Linked DNA regions of Oryctolagus cuniculus: region 1 is linked to region 2. The links are chromatin contacts, called in public Micro-C maps. All regions are on one chromosome and are shown on one strand. The core of a region is the stretch at or near the end of the contact, and the rest is flanking DNA. Distances in the headings are between cores, read along the strand shown.

Evidence for each region. Hi-C and Micro-C count contacts between places; a contact is called where the count stands out from the background.
Region 1: a contact with region 2 is called in a Micro-C map of ear pinna, with 2.4 times the contacts expected there. The contact joins the promoter of IRF2BPL here to the enhancer-like site in region 2. A contact is called at or near these places in 3 of 6 Hi-C or Micro-C datasets (ear pinna, psoas muscle and an unstated tissue).

What each region holds. Positions count from the first base shown.
Region 1 is chr20:22,817,410-22,823,440 of mOryCun1.1, reverse strand. IRF2BPL (interferon regulatory factor 2 binding protein like) reads left to right here and starts at 4,484. Exons shown (of 1, transcript XM_008272001.3): 1 at 4,484-6,031. The coding sequence starts at 5,382.
Region 2 is chr20:22,766,081-22,772,231 of mOryCun1.1, reverse strand. No RefSeq gene overlaps it. Among named protein-coding and RNA genes, the nearest start is that of IRF2BPL, 50 kb to the left of the region's middle. Within about 2 kb of position 3,726, at least 6 of the 8 cell types and tissues checked have an H3K27ac peak or open chromatin away from gene starts, as enhancers often do. A contact at or near this core is called in ear pinna, where this site is marked.

The DNA.
Region 1 (6,031 bases), core at 3,235-5,734, 50 kb before region 2:
ATTTTACAGAAACTGAAGTTCAAGTGATTTGCTCAAGGTCACACACAGCTCCTTAGGGTCTGCCAAGTCCAAGTTGAACGAGGTCATGTAAATAAACGCCCTCTCTTCCTCCCTCTCTCCTGAGTTTCCGGTTGAACTATACCCAGCCCAGGCAAATCAAAATATTTCAAAGTCCGGGCTCGTCCAGCCCCATCAGGCACGGCAGCGGCGGCTGCACACGAAGTGTACGCGCCGTGACCGAGGGACGGCCAGGCCGCGGGGAGGGGCCTCCCGCCCCGAGGTGCCGCCTTCTGCCGGCCCCAGCAGGAAAGCGCCGGCGGCTACGGGTCTCCGGAGCCTGGGAGTGGAAATCCCCCCGTTGGTGCGGCGGGTGGGAACCGGCTGGCGCTGCTGCTCCCTGCATAGCGGGGCGGAGAGGAGGGTCCGGGGATAGGCACACCTGTGGCGCTGCCGGCCACCCCGCCAGGGGGTCCGCTTACTCGCTGTCCAGGTTTCTTGGGCTGGGGGTGTTTGTTGTAAACCGAATGGATCGCTGAATGGCACCCCTGTCTGCTCTTCCCCGCGTTTTCCTCTCTAGGCCTGCTCCCTGGGCGGCTTACTCTGGGACTCTTTTTTTTTTTTTTTTTTTTTTATTCCTCTCTGTCTCTTATTTTTGGACCTAAAAAACCACTAAAGCTTTTTGCTGAGCACAGCGCAGGGCTCCCCGGTACCCTGGCACGCGGGCAAGGAGAGGAAGCAGGGAGGAGGCAGGAACCAGACGCGACTCTCCCCACCCCTACCCGCCCTTCTTCCTCTTGCTGTTCCCCGCCCCTCCAGGAAGAAAGCAGTCGGAGATCCGATCGCGATCGCCGGCTGCGGCCCCTGTGCCAGCACCAACCACTGCGCCCGCCCTCCCTTTCCTTCCACCCAGTTTTGCACGGAGCGCCTGGCTGCCCGCGCGCCCCAGGCTGGGCAGGTCCTGGCGGGCGGCGCTGGCTCCCCTCCCCCGGGCTTCTCAGCGAATCACGTTGTTCCTGGGATTTCACGCTCGAGTGGTACTTGCGTAACCCTATGCCCTGGCCTAAGTTAATGCTTAAAAAACAAAACAACACAACACAGCCCCAAACAGGATTAATCCTTTAGGGAAAGGCAAATACTTCCGTCAGGGACCTGGCCCAGGAGTCCAAGTGGAAATCACCTTGCTCCATTCCCCACCCTCCTCCGCAGCCCCTCTGCGCGGCTCTGCAGGCCTGGGGCGCAGGCCGGCCCCGGGATTCCTGGCGCGCGGGGATCCGGGACCCTGGAGAGGCCAGAGGAGGGCTCAGCGCAGACGTCTGTTTTCAGCCACTCTGAGGCGGCTCTCAGAGGCCAAAGAACGGGTCTTGCTTCCCGCGGGGCTGAGTGTTACCAAAAAAGGCCTTTCTCTCGCCGGAGCGCTTGGCGGCGCGCGTTGCAGCGGGGTGACGCGAGGTTCAGCCCGGGCCTCCTCGAAGGCTGAGCCAGCTGGCTGCGGGAATGCCAGGCCCAGAGCACCCCGCCTCCCTGCCCCCATCTCTGCCACAACACGGCGGGGGGCGAGAGCGGGGAGGCTGCAGGGAGCTTGCAAGTGTGTAGGCGCCCAGCGACCTTCTCACCCCAAACGTGGAGCGAGGGCGCTTGGGAAAGGGCAAGGGAGAGCTGACCTGCTCCAGTTTACGGCAGGGTGAGGCTGCCAGCTCAGGCGGCGAGCAGAGGGAGGCAGCCGCAGTAGCAGGCACTTGGGGGCACCGTGCGGGCACCTCGAGCAGATCTGTTGCCAGGCTTTCTCAGGTTGAGCACCCCCACATCAGTGCGTGTTGGCGGGGGAGGGCTCCATCTCTCTCACAATCTCTCTGACACATCCCCAAACAGCTCCACCTCGGTTATGCAGCTAAGCAGCAACTGATCAACAGAAATGATGGGGATTCTTGGAGGGGGCAGGGTAAAGAGAGAGCGGTGCTTTTTAAATTAGAGGATCATGAGAGCCTAAGAAAAGTCTGTTTAAACGCCCATGGACGTCTGCTTGAAGATGCTGGTGTGTGTGTGTGTGTGTGTGTGTGTGTGTCTCCTTCAGTAACATCGAAGACAGAGACAGGGAGACACATATGTGTGTGCATATCAAACATAACACGGACACAGCCTCCAACTCGCTTTCTCTAGCAGCCTGGCTAGAGGGCTGTGGCTAGTTCACCGTTTCCCCAGCATTTCTGGTTTAATCAAAGGAAGGGCTGAATAAATATTAAGGTAAAGAAATGGGTCACACAGCTGAGCCGAGGAGCCCCAGGTTGCCACTCGCTCCAGGATGGTGTGGTGGGGGAGGCTGAGGCATGGCTCTTACCAGAGGAACCACTGCTCTGAGCCAGCAGGACAGGGAGAGTTTATTATTGCTGGGGAGTGCACCGTGAGCTCACTGTTTTGCAAAAACAGAAGTCTGGCTGCTTTGAGAGGAAAGAGGCGGCTCCCTAGGGCTCTTCCTTTCCCCTGTCTCCCCATCCCTAACCCCCCCTCCCCTGCGGTGAGTAGGAGGGGGGTGCTGCAGAGTGTTGGACAGGGGGATATCTCCAGAGGTCAAGGGTGGAAATATACAAATATAAGCATTTCTTGTTGCTTCAACTTAACTTTATTATAATCAACAGCAGTAAGAATGATTCTTAGGTTTTATACAGTTAACAAAGCACTTTCACGCGTTAATCAGTAACAGTAACAGTATCAATACCAATACTAACCGTAATGTGCTGACAGCTTCCTGGGCTCCACATACTGCATGGGATATTTATGTCACAGTCCTGGCAGAAGGGGAGGCTGGGGGCCCGTTAGGAAGGAGCCTTTGCATACCTTTTTATCAAAGACTGTCTGCAACCAAGAATGGGGGCTGATGGGAATTCTGAGCACCCCAAAGCACCTCCTGCAGCCCTAGCTTTTGAAAGCCATGTCATAAATCCGAGTTACTGCACTTAGAGCCATCCCCATTGGCTGCAGGCAAGTTATTTAACCTCTTTACCTACCTGGTCTGCAAGATGGGGCTACTAACACAATCTCCCTTGTAGATAAGAAGGGTCCAATAACATAGATAATGGAACCTTAATAATGTAGATAATACACTCTCAATGGAGGGCATATTAACGGCAAAGCAAGTAAACTCCCGAGTGCAGTGTCTGAACCGCAAGCTTACGATGAGAAACACATTGGAAGCTCAAAGAATCCCCCAGGTTGACAGCTGTCACTCCATTCTACAGATGGAAAACTGGAGTTCTGTAAGTAACTAGTTCAAAGTGCCAAAGGCAGTGAGTGACAGGAAATTCTAACCAGGTGGGCTACACTCTGGACCCTGAACTCTCATCACAGTGCCTCACCTCCTCCAAGCTTGGGGGCAGGGAGGGCCATTGCAATTCTCACGAAATAAAAACAGCAGACCTAATAACTAGAAAAAAAAATCCATTGAAATGCCTTAACTAGAGCTATGACATATCTCTTCTGCAATAAGCAATAATGATGAGCAATGATCTTGTAAAAGAAAAAAAAAATCATGGCCTTACTCAGCCTTCTGGGGCACTACAGAATAAAATCGCAGCACGTGAGAGCCCTTGAAGGCTGCAGCCCTACTCTTCAAAAAAGCTCTCAGCGTTACCAAATGCTGCCCCCACCTGCTTTCACAAACCCGGAAAAGGCACTCACCTGTTTGGTCTCCGGCCCCTCCCCTCCCCGCCCTCCCGCGCAGCTGTGCGCAGCCCGCGGACCGGACTGTTTTCCTTAAAGGCCTCCGGGCGCTCGTAGTTTCTCCAGACATTCAGCCAGAATTTTCATAGTTCGGCTCGGGGGAGGGGTGGCTCGCCCTGAATTCATTTAGCGCCACCACTGAAGCTCGGGTTCCTAGAGCAGGGCACAAGAACACATCGCAAAGGCGATTTCTGGAAGACTGGAAAACAGCTAATTTAACAAGTGCCTCGGCATCAGTGGTGCCGAGGCGGCTCCCCGTGCGCAGGGAGGGAGGGAGGGGCGAGGCGACTGCAGGTGGAATGGGTGGGGTGGGGGTTCGATCGCAGATGAAATGAGTAACACCTTATGTGAAATTCTCAGCGAAAATCCTGAAACAGGACATTTAAATGAGGGCCTGGGGTGGGGAGGGGAACGCGGATCGCCAACCACGCCTGCGGTTCCTGCAGGCGTTTCTACTTGGGAAAGCCGAGCAGGGAGAGGAAAGGTCATCGTCTGTTTCATTTCCACCCCCAGCCCCGGACTCGCAGCCTCAGCTCGCCCAGCCCCAGAGGTCGTACACACACACGGCGAGGGGGAGGGGAGGGCGGCGGCGCGGAGGAGGGGCCGGCGGGGAGGAATCTGGGCGTCCTGCCGCGCATGCGCCCTTCCAGAGCAACAAGTGGGCTCCACAGACAGAGGAAGTGTAAAGGGGGGGGGGGGACTGGTGCAGAGCATGGCGGTGACGTCAGCGCTCCGCCCGGGCGGCATCCCGCGCGGCCAAGCCGGGGACAGCGCGAGCCGCAGCCCGAGCAGGAGCGCCGAGACGCGCCTCCGGAACGTAGAGTAACAATCACAACCCCACATTCCGGGCGAGCGCGAGCGGGAAGGGATGCGACCCGGGCCGAGGCGCCGCGCGAGCGCCCTGCAGCCGACGTGAGCGCCGCCAGCCGCGGCGGCCCGGGGGCGGTGGGAGCCTGCCTGCCTGCCTGCGTGCGTGCGCCCCTCTCCTCGGCTCGTGTGCGTCCTGGAAACGGTGGCCGTGGCGGCTCCCTCCGGCGCACAGAGCCAGCCGCCGCCCGCGGAACGGCAGACGCTGCGGAGGGGAGAAGCGCCTCGCCCGGCTGCCACCCCCTGCCCCGGCCCTCCGGGGAAGCAGCGGCTTCAGCAAGACTGGATCTGGGCACCGGGTGGCACAGCCCTCGAGCCCTCGCCCCGGGGAGCCCGGCGGGGAGAGAGGACGCGGCTCGCAGGGGGGCCCCCCGGGGGAAAGGAAGAGGCAGCCCCTTCGCAGCTTCCACGCAGCGGCCGCGCCGGGGAGGGGGCCAAGAGGCAGCGACGGCCAGCACGGGGCACCCTCGCCCCCTCCCCCCGGGCCCGGAGCTTCCACCCTCGGTCCGCGGCACCAGGAAGAAGGCGCCCTCGCCCCTCTCCCGACACGACCGCCGCAGTAGGAGGTGGGGGCGAGCAGCAGGCTGAGCGTGTCCGCCGCCCCGGCGGTGGAGCCCCCACGGAGAGGCGCAGCGCCCGCGGCGGAGACTCGCGCTGCCTCCAGCCCCCGGGGCAGAACTTTCTCGCCCCCCCTCCCCCCTCCCCCGCAGCCGGACTCCCTCCCCGGCCAGCCCGTCCTCCCGGAGAAGGCGCCGCGGAACCAGCCCGGGCGGGGGCCTACCTTCCCCAGGGTCGGCATCATGTCGGCGGCGCAGGTGTCCTCGTCCCGGAGACAATCCTGCTACCTGTGCGACCTGCCTCGCATGCCCTGGGCCATGATCTGGGACTTCTCGGAACCCGTATGCCGCGGATGCGTCAACTACGAGGGCGCCGACCGCATCGAGTTCGTGATCGAGACGGCGCGCCAGCTGAAGCGGGCGCACGGCTGCTTCCAGGACGGCCGCTCCCCGGGGCCGCCGCCGCCCGTCGGGGTCAAGACGGTGGCCCTGTCGGCCAAGGAGGCGGCGGCGGCGGCGGCGGCAGCTGCGGCGGCGGCCGCGCAGCAGCAACAGCAGCAGCAGCAACAGCAGCAACAGCAGCAGCTCAACCACGTCGACGCCTCCAGCAAGCCCGCGGTGCTGGCCGCCCCGTCCGGCCTGGAGCGCTACGGCCTGAGCGCCGCCGCCGCCGCCGCCGCTGCCGCCGCGGTGGAACAGCGCACCCGCTTCGAGTATCCGCCGCCGCCTGTGAGCCTGGGCAGCAGCGGGCACACCGCGCGGCTGCCCAACGGCCTGGGCGGCCCAAACGGCTTCCCCAAGCCGGCGCCAGAGGAGGGACCCCCGGAGCTGAACCGGCAGAGCCCCAACTCCTCGTCGGCGGCGGCGGCGTCGGCGGCGTCTCGGCGTGGCAC
Region 2 (6,151 bases), core at 2,477-4,976:
GGAACCAGGGGACTGGGACCGCAGCGGGGCTTCCGCCCTGACCCTGGTGGCTTTCTAGCTTTTTCTTGGTCCAGCTGCGTGGTCGCCAAGATTCTGTCTACTGCAGAAAGTGGGAGGAAAACACATCCACAGAAGCCTTCTTCCCAGGGACCCAAGCGCCTTGCCCAGCTCCTGCTGCCACCCACTGTGTCGCAGTGACCAGTAAGGGGACAGGATGCCACCTGCCACTCAATCCAAGGATCTGGATCAACACACACTGCAGAGGTTCTCGGGAACCATGAGGATATTCCAGAGATGGTGAAGCTGGGAAAAGTCACCCGCCTGCCTTCCCCCCGTGAAAGGAGCAAGAAGGACTGGAGTCCACTGAGGTGTGAAGGGCTGGCAGAGTGAAGGTCAGGGTCAAGGTCGACTGTTGCCCCTCAGATACTGGGGGGGAGGCTGGCTTCAAATGTTAGGACAGAGACCCCCCCCATCACACACTCGCAAACGGTGCACTTCACGTCTTCATCCGTCTGCTTTCCAGAACTGTAGCTTTCACACGTCTGAAATCATGACTCACCCTGAGAAACGCATTTCCCATCTCAGCCCATTACTCAGACAAGCACCGATGCGCAGAGATGGGTGCGGAAGCATTGCAGACTGCACGTCCCTTTGGACGGTGTGCAACCTACACGTATATTTTTTTTCATTCCTATTCTGTTTCCTCTTTTTTTTTTTTTTTTTTAAATAAAATTGGGGTGTGAGTTTGGCATAGTGGTTAGGACGCCACTTGAGATGTATGGGAGTGCCTGGGTTGGAGTCCCGGCTCCATTCATGCTCTCGGGCACCGTGAGAGCAGCAGGCGGTGGTCCGCGTGCTTGGGTCCCTGCTACCTACAGAGGAGATCTGGATGAGTTCCCAGTTCCTGGCTTTGGCCTGCATTGGACATAGCGGCAGTGAATCTCTTGCATCCATGCATGCTCTTTGGTAACGGAAAAGCTCCGTTCTGGAAAAGCTGTGTGCTCTGCAGGGTTTTCCACCCCAGCTGGAATTTGGCCCCGTTCTCCTGGGGAGGCCCCCTTCTGGGTTCTCCTCACTCAGGCGTGCTACCCACCAGCTTCAGGTTCCACACCTGCTCTCAACAGGCTTCCTCTGCTCCCCCACCACCACCCCGGGCCCCCAGAGTCCTCCAGGAGAGGTGCAAAGAGCCCAGTGTTGGGCAGACCACCTGAGCTAAGGATCACAGCCCCAGCAGGCCACAGGCCTATATCCCCTTCACACCTGGGGGGGGGGGGTTGCTTTTGGCTGCAAGAACAAAAGACCTATCTCAAACCACTTCAATAAATAAAGTCACACCCTCGGAAGCCCAGAGGCAGGTGGTTCCCAAGCTGCCAATGAGGCTGTCTTGTGGCCCTCTGTTTATTTCCTGTTGTCCCAGCCAGAGTTCTCATGCTTCTTGGTTAGACGGCCAGGCCCAGGGGCTTTGGTGAGTAGCGGGGTTGGGCCAGGGTTTCAGCTGGCTGGGCAAGTGGGTGAGTCACTGTAGCTGGGCCACTTTAACCCCCACGTAGGGACAGGCCACAGCTGCCCACTGCGCGCCCGGCGCTGTCAGGGCAGAAATGGGCACGTCTGTTTTGCAAAGGCCCCACTGCATGCCGGGGCAGCCCTGTGACTCAGGAAGGCCGGAGACGCTGTCGCCCCTTTCTCTCTGCCGTGCGCAGGCCCTGAAAGCTCTGGCCTCACCCAAGGGTCCAGGCCGGAGCTGAGCAGCAGGGAACCCTGGTCCCGTCTCCAGCTCAGCGCTAAGGTCCCTGCGTGGGCATGAAGGAAGCTCTGTGGCACGCCCTGCCACTGCAGTCTCCTTTCTCTTCTGTTTTAAATATTTATTTATTTTATTTACAAGACAGAAAGAGGGGAGAAAGAGAGAGAGAGAGAGATCAGATTTGCTGGCTCACTCTCCAGATGCCTTAAACAGCCAGCTGAGCCAGGCCCAAGCCAGGAGCCCGGAACTCAGCGGGGGTCTCCTGTGTGGGTAGCTGGGACGCAGCTACCTGAGTCGTCACCACTGCCTCCCAGGGTGCACACAGGAGGAAGCTGGAAGCGGGAACGGAGTCCGGACTGGAGCCCAGGCACTCTGGTACGGGATGCTGATGCTGGCGGGCGGTGTCCACATCCGGGAGTGCTTGACGGACAGCTGATGCGCCAGGGTTCTATCTGCTGTGTGTCAGCCCTGTGACCTTGGGACTTGGCCTTCCAGGGCCTCCCTGTGCCCAGCTGCGAAATGGAGCTGCTGAGAATCTCCTTCCCGGGCTGAAGCAGACGGAACAAAAGGACCGTCTCCCAGGGACACCGCACACTGCTCTAGGGTGCAGGCTGGGCGGAGCTGGAGGCCCCGAGGGCAGCCCCTCACCCCTCACCTGTGACTTCCCTCCCAGCCGCTCGAGAAACACTAAATCAGGTCACCACTTGTTTTTCCCGGCAGTAGCTGTCAGGCAGGAAGCTCCCGCCCCTTTCCCAATCACAGTCCCCAGCAGCCAAGTCAGCTGCTGTGCAGTACTTTTGTCCTTGAGGGGGTGCTGCCCGGACCCTGGCTGTGGGCCTGACACTGGCCCTGGCCCTAAGCGACAGGCGCGCTGTGCCGTGCTGAACTCCATCCTCTGAGGATGTTCCAGCGAGATATGATGGCCCCAAGCACGAGGAACGTGAGGCTCAGGAAAGGTGGGCATCTCATTCAAGGTCAACGCCGGCAGGTGCAGAGCTGGGCCTGTCCCCCAGATCTGGCTGACCCCAGAGTCTGCGCCTTTAGCCTCTGAGCTCCTGCGATTTGAGGGCTGGGGGCAGACTGTGCGGCAGGAGCGGGAGGTGCCCGGGAGGAAGATGTGTGGCTTGTGGCCTCAGAAACCCCAGGGTCACCTTGGGGGTCAAGGTGAAGACAGGGGAGGAAGCAAGGACTGAGGGAGAGAGGAGGGAAGCGCCAAGGAGCTGATGTACACACGCTCCCAGGCACATGTATGACACACACAAACGTACAGGCTGGCACAGGTGGCCAGGACACACATGCAAAGACGTGCGGGCCAGGCACACACATAAATACACATCAGAGACACACCCAGGACTCAGCAAATACTCACGTGCACGCGCGCGCGCGCACACACACACACACACACACACACACGCTGGCGCGTGCCCCTGCGGGCCGAGGGGAGGAGGAGGAGGAGCCGCAGCCTCATTTCCGGGCCTCCTCCTCCAAAGCGCAGGGAAAGCCTTCCCGAGAAGTGCTGAGTCAGCAGCGGGTGACAGACGCGCCTCCGGGCGGCCAGGCACGGGCGCGAGCCCTTAGCATGCGGAGCGCGTTCGCGCCAGCGCCCGCCTTGCGCCAGCGGCGAGGGGGCAGGGAGTGGCGGCCGGCTGCCCGCCCGCCAGCTCGCTGGGGAGGAGGAAGTGGCTCGCTTTGACTTTGCGAATGCCGGACTTCGCAGCCCAAGGTCACGCAGCAGGCGCCGCCAGCCGGCTTCCTGCAGGGAGGCGCTGGGCTGCGAGGGGCGGGCGCCCACCGTGGCGTGGGGGGGGGGGGGGCGCGGAGCAGCAGAGGTGAGGGCTGCCCTCCGCAGTGTGGCCCAGTCTTGGCGGGTGGGGTGGGGAAGATCCTTGGGGGTGCCTGTTGGAGGTTCTTCTCCACCCGCCAGGGCCCCCACTGCGAACTGGGCATGTTCGCGTCCCAGCCTGGCCCTGCCTCCCTCTTGCTCATCGAATGCAGTCAGTGAGATCTTCTCAAAACATCAATTACATCATTTCCTCCCCTGACTTCCCGCTGCTCCGAGAATAAATTCAAGCCTTCATCGCAGTAACTGATCTTCTGCCCCGCCACCCTTGACAGTGAAAGGCAGAGCTACTAAAAACCTCAGCGGGGCCACGTGGGTGCAGCCGGCTGTCCTGGCACCTCGGCTCCTAGCGCGTTCGTCTTGCCCAAGGCCAGCGTAAATGTCACGCCCTCAGCGAGGCTGGCGCTCTGCCGGGTGCGTTCTGTGCCACGATTCTGCTTTAGTGCCCTCCCACCGTGGGCCACTCTCCGAAATCACCCCTTTCGTTTTGTACTTCTCGTTAGATTGCTTTTCAAAATTTATTTTCATTTTATTTGAATGGTGGAGAGAGATTGTTCAATCCTATGGTTCGCTGCCTTAATGCCTGCAACAGCCAGGGCTGTGCCAAGCCAAAGGCGCCTGGCTGTGGCTGGCAGGAACCATCAACTGCTGCCTCCCCGGGTGCACATCAGCAGAAGCTGGATTGGAAGCAGAGCGGGGCCTCGAACCCGGCACTCGGATACGGGACGGGGGTGTGGCTCACGTGCTAGGATCAATGCCCACTCTGTGTTTACTGCTTTTCTGTCCACCTCCCTTCCTCCACGAAAGCTCATCGGCAGCCCAGACGGTTTTGTTTGGTCCAACAGAATCCTCAGCACCCAGAGCAGCAGCCCGGACACGATGGGGGGAGTCTGATACCATGCAGGATGCATGCACGGGGAAGGCCAGTGTGTGTGTGCACGTGCGCGTGTGCGCGTGTGCGCGTGTGTACACAAGTGTGCATGTGTGCGAGCACATGTATGCGTGTGTGCCCACGTATATGCATGTGTGTATATGCATGTGTGTCCGTGTGTGCACATGCATGTGTATGCGTGTGTGCATGTGTGCGCATGCGTGCATGTGTGTGTGTGCATTCCTAGGGATGGGCGCCATGGGGAAGTGCCTGTCCTGAAAACAGCAGAAGTCTCCACCTCCCTGATTTCTCGGTCCTTAGCTCCGTGTCTTGAGGCAGCTGACCCACCTGCTGGGAAAGGAGTGAACGCAAGACGTTTCTCATTCTCTCACGGTGTTAGCTTTTTTAATGGAATGTAGGCATCCTAAGCCTGCCCATTATGCCATTAAAAAAAAAAAAGATTTATTTACTTTCATTTGAAAGGCACAGTTACAGAGAGAGATCTTCCACTTGCTGGTTCACTCCCCAAATGGCTGCAACAGCCAGGGCCGGACCAGGCCAAATGCAGGAGCCAGGAGCTTCTTCCAGCTTTCTCACTCGGGAAGCAGGGGCCCAAGCACTTGGGCCATCCTCCGCTGCTTCCCCAGGGGCATCCGTGGGGAGCTGGATCGGAAGCCAAGCAGCTGGGACTCGAGCCAGTCAGTACTCCCACTGCGCCGCGACACTGGCCCCTCTCCCCGGTAATTGTCAGCTCTGGGTCCCCTCCCTGTGCCTGTTCCTGAAACAGCCCTGGCTCCTCTGAGGAAGCTACAGCAGGAGAATTTCTCTCCTTTTTTTTTTTTAAGGATTTATTTATTTATTTGAAAGGCAGACAATTACAGAGAGGCAGAGAGCAAGAGCAAGAGAGAGAGATTTCCATCCGCTGGTTCACTCTCCAGATGGCCGCAATGGCCAGAGCTGGACCAGTCCAAAGTCAGGAGCCAGGAGCTTCTTCCAGGTCTCCCATGCCAGTGCAGGGGCCCAAGGACTTGGGCCATCTTCTACAGCTTTCCCAGGCCATAGCAGAGAGCTGGATTGGAAGTGGAGCAGCCAGACTAATGGGCGCCCATAGGGGATGCCAGTGCTTCAGGCCAGGGTTTTAACCCACTGCGCCACAGCGCCGGCCCCGAGAATTCCTCTCCTTAAGCATGTCTTGGACCACTGGGGAGACCATGCTGGAGGTGCCAGCCGTGTTTCCTCTCCAGGCCCGGCTCCGTGTGCCTCAGTCTCCCCCTAGGCAGACAGGACTGTTCAGGACTCTGCCACTAGAGGCCTCGGGGACATGGGGATGTCTGGCGCGACAGGAGAGCTACGGCATGCTCCACTGTGGTGGACTCCAAGGCTGCAGGGTGTTTTTTGCTTGCTTTTTAAAGTTGTTTTTATTTCCTGGCCCAGAGTGAGGATCCAGGAAGGTGAGGATCGGGCCGGCCTTGAGGGTCTCCAGGGCTGCAGGATCCCTGAGGCTCACTCCCACGATTTCCCGGCCGAGATTTTGCTCCCTTGGCTGTGGGACACAGAGGTGGCCGATGCCCTTTCTCCCCCTGCTCAGGAGGCCCCCAGGAGCCAGGCTTTCTGACCCCCTGACCCACCCCCTGCCCCTGTCTGCCCTGGAGCTGCAGCCCCTGGCCTGGCCTGGCCTGGCCCGGCCCTTCTGCTTCCT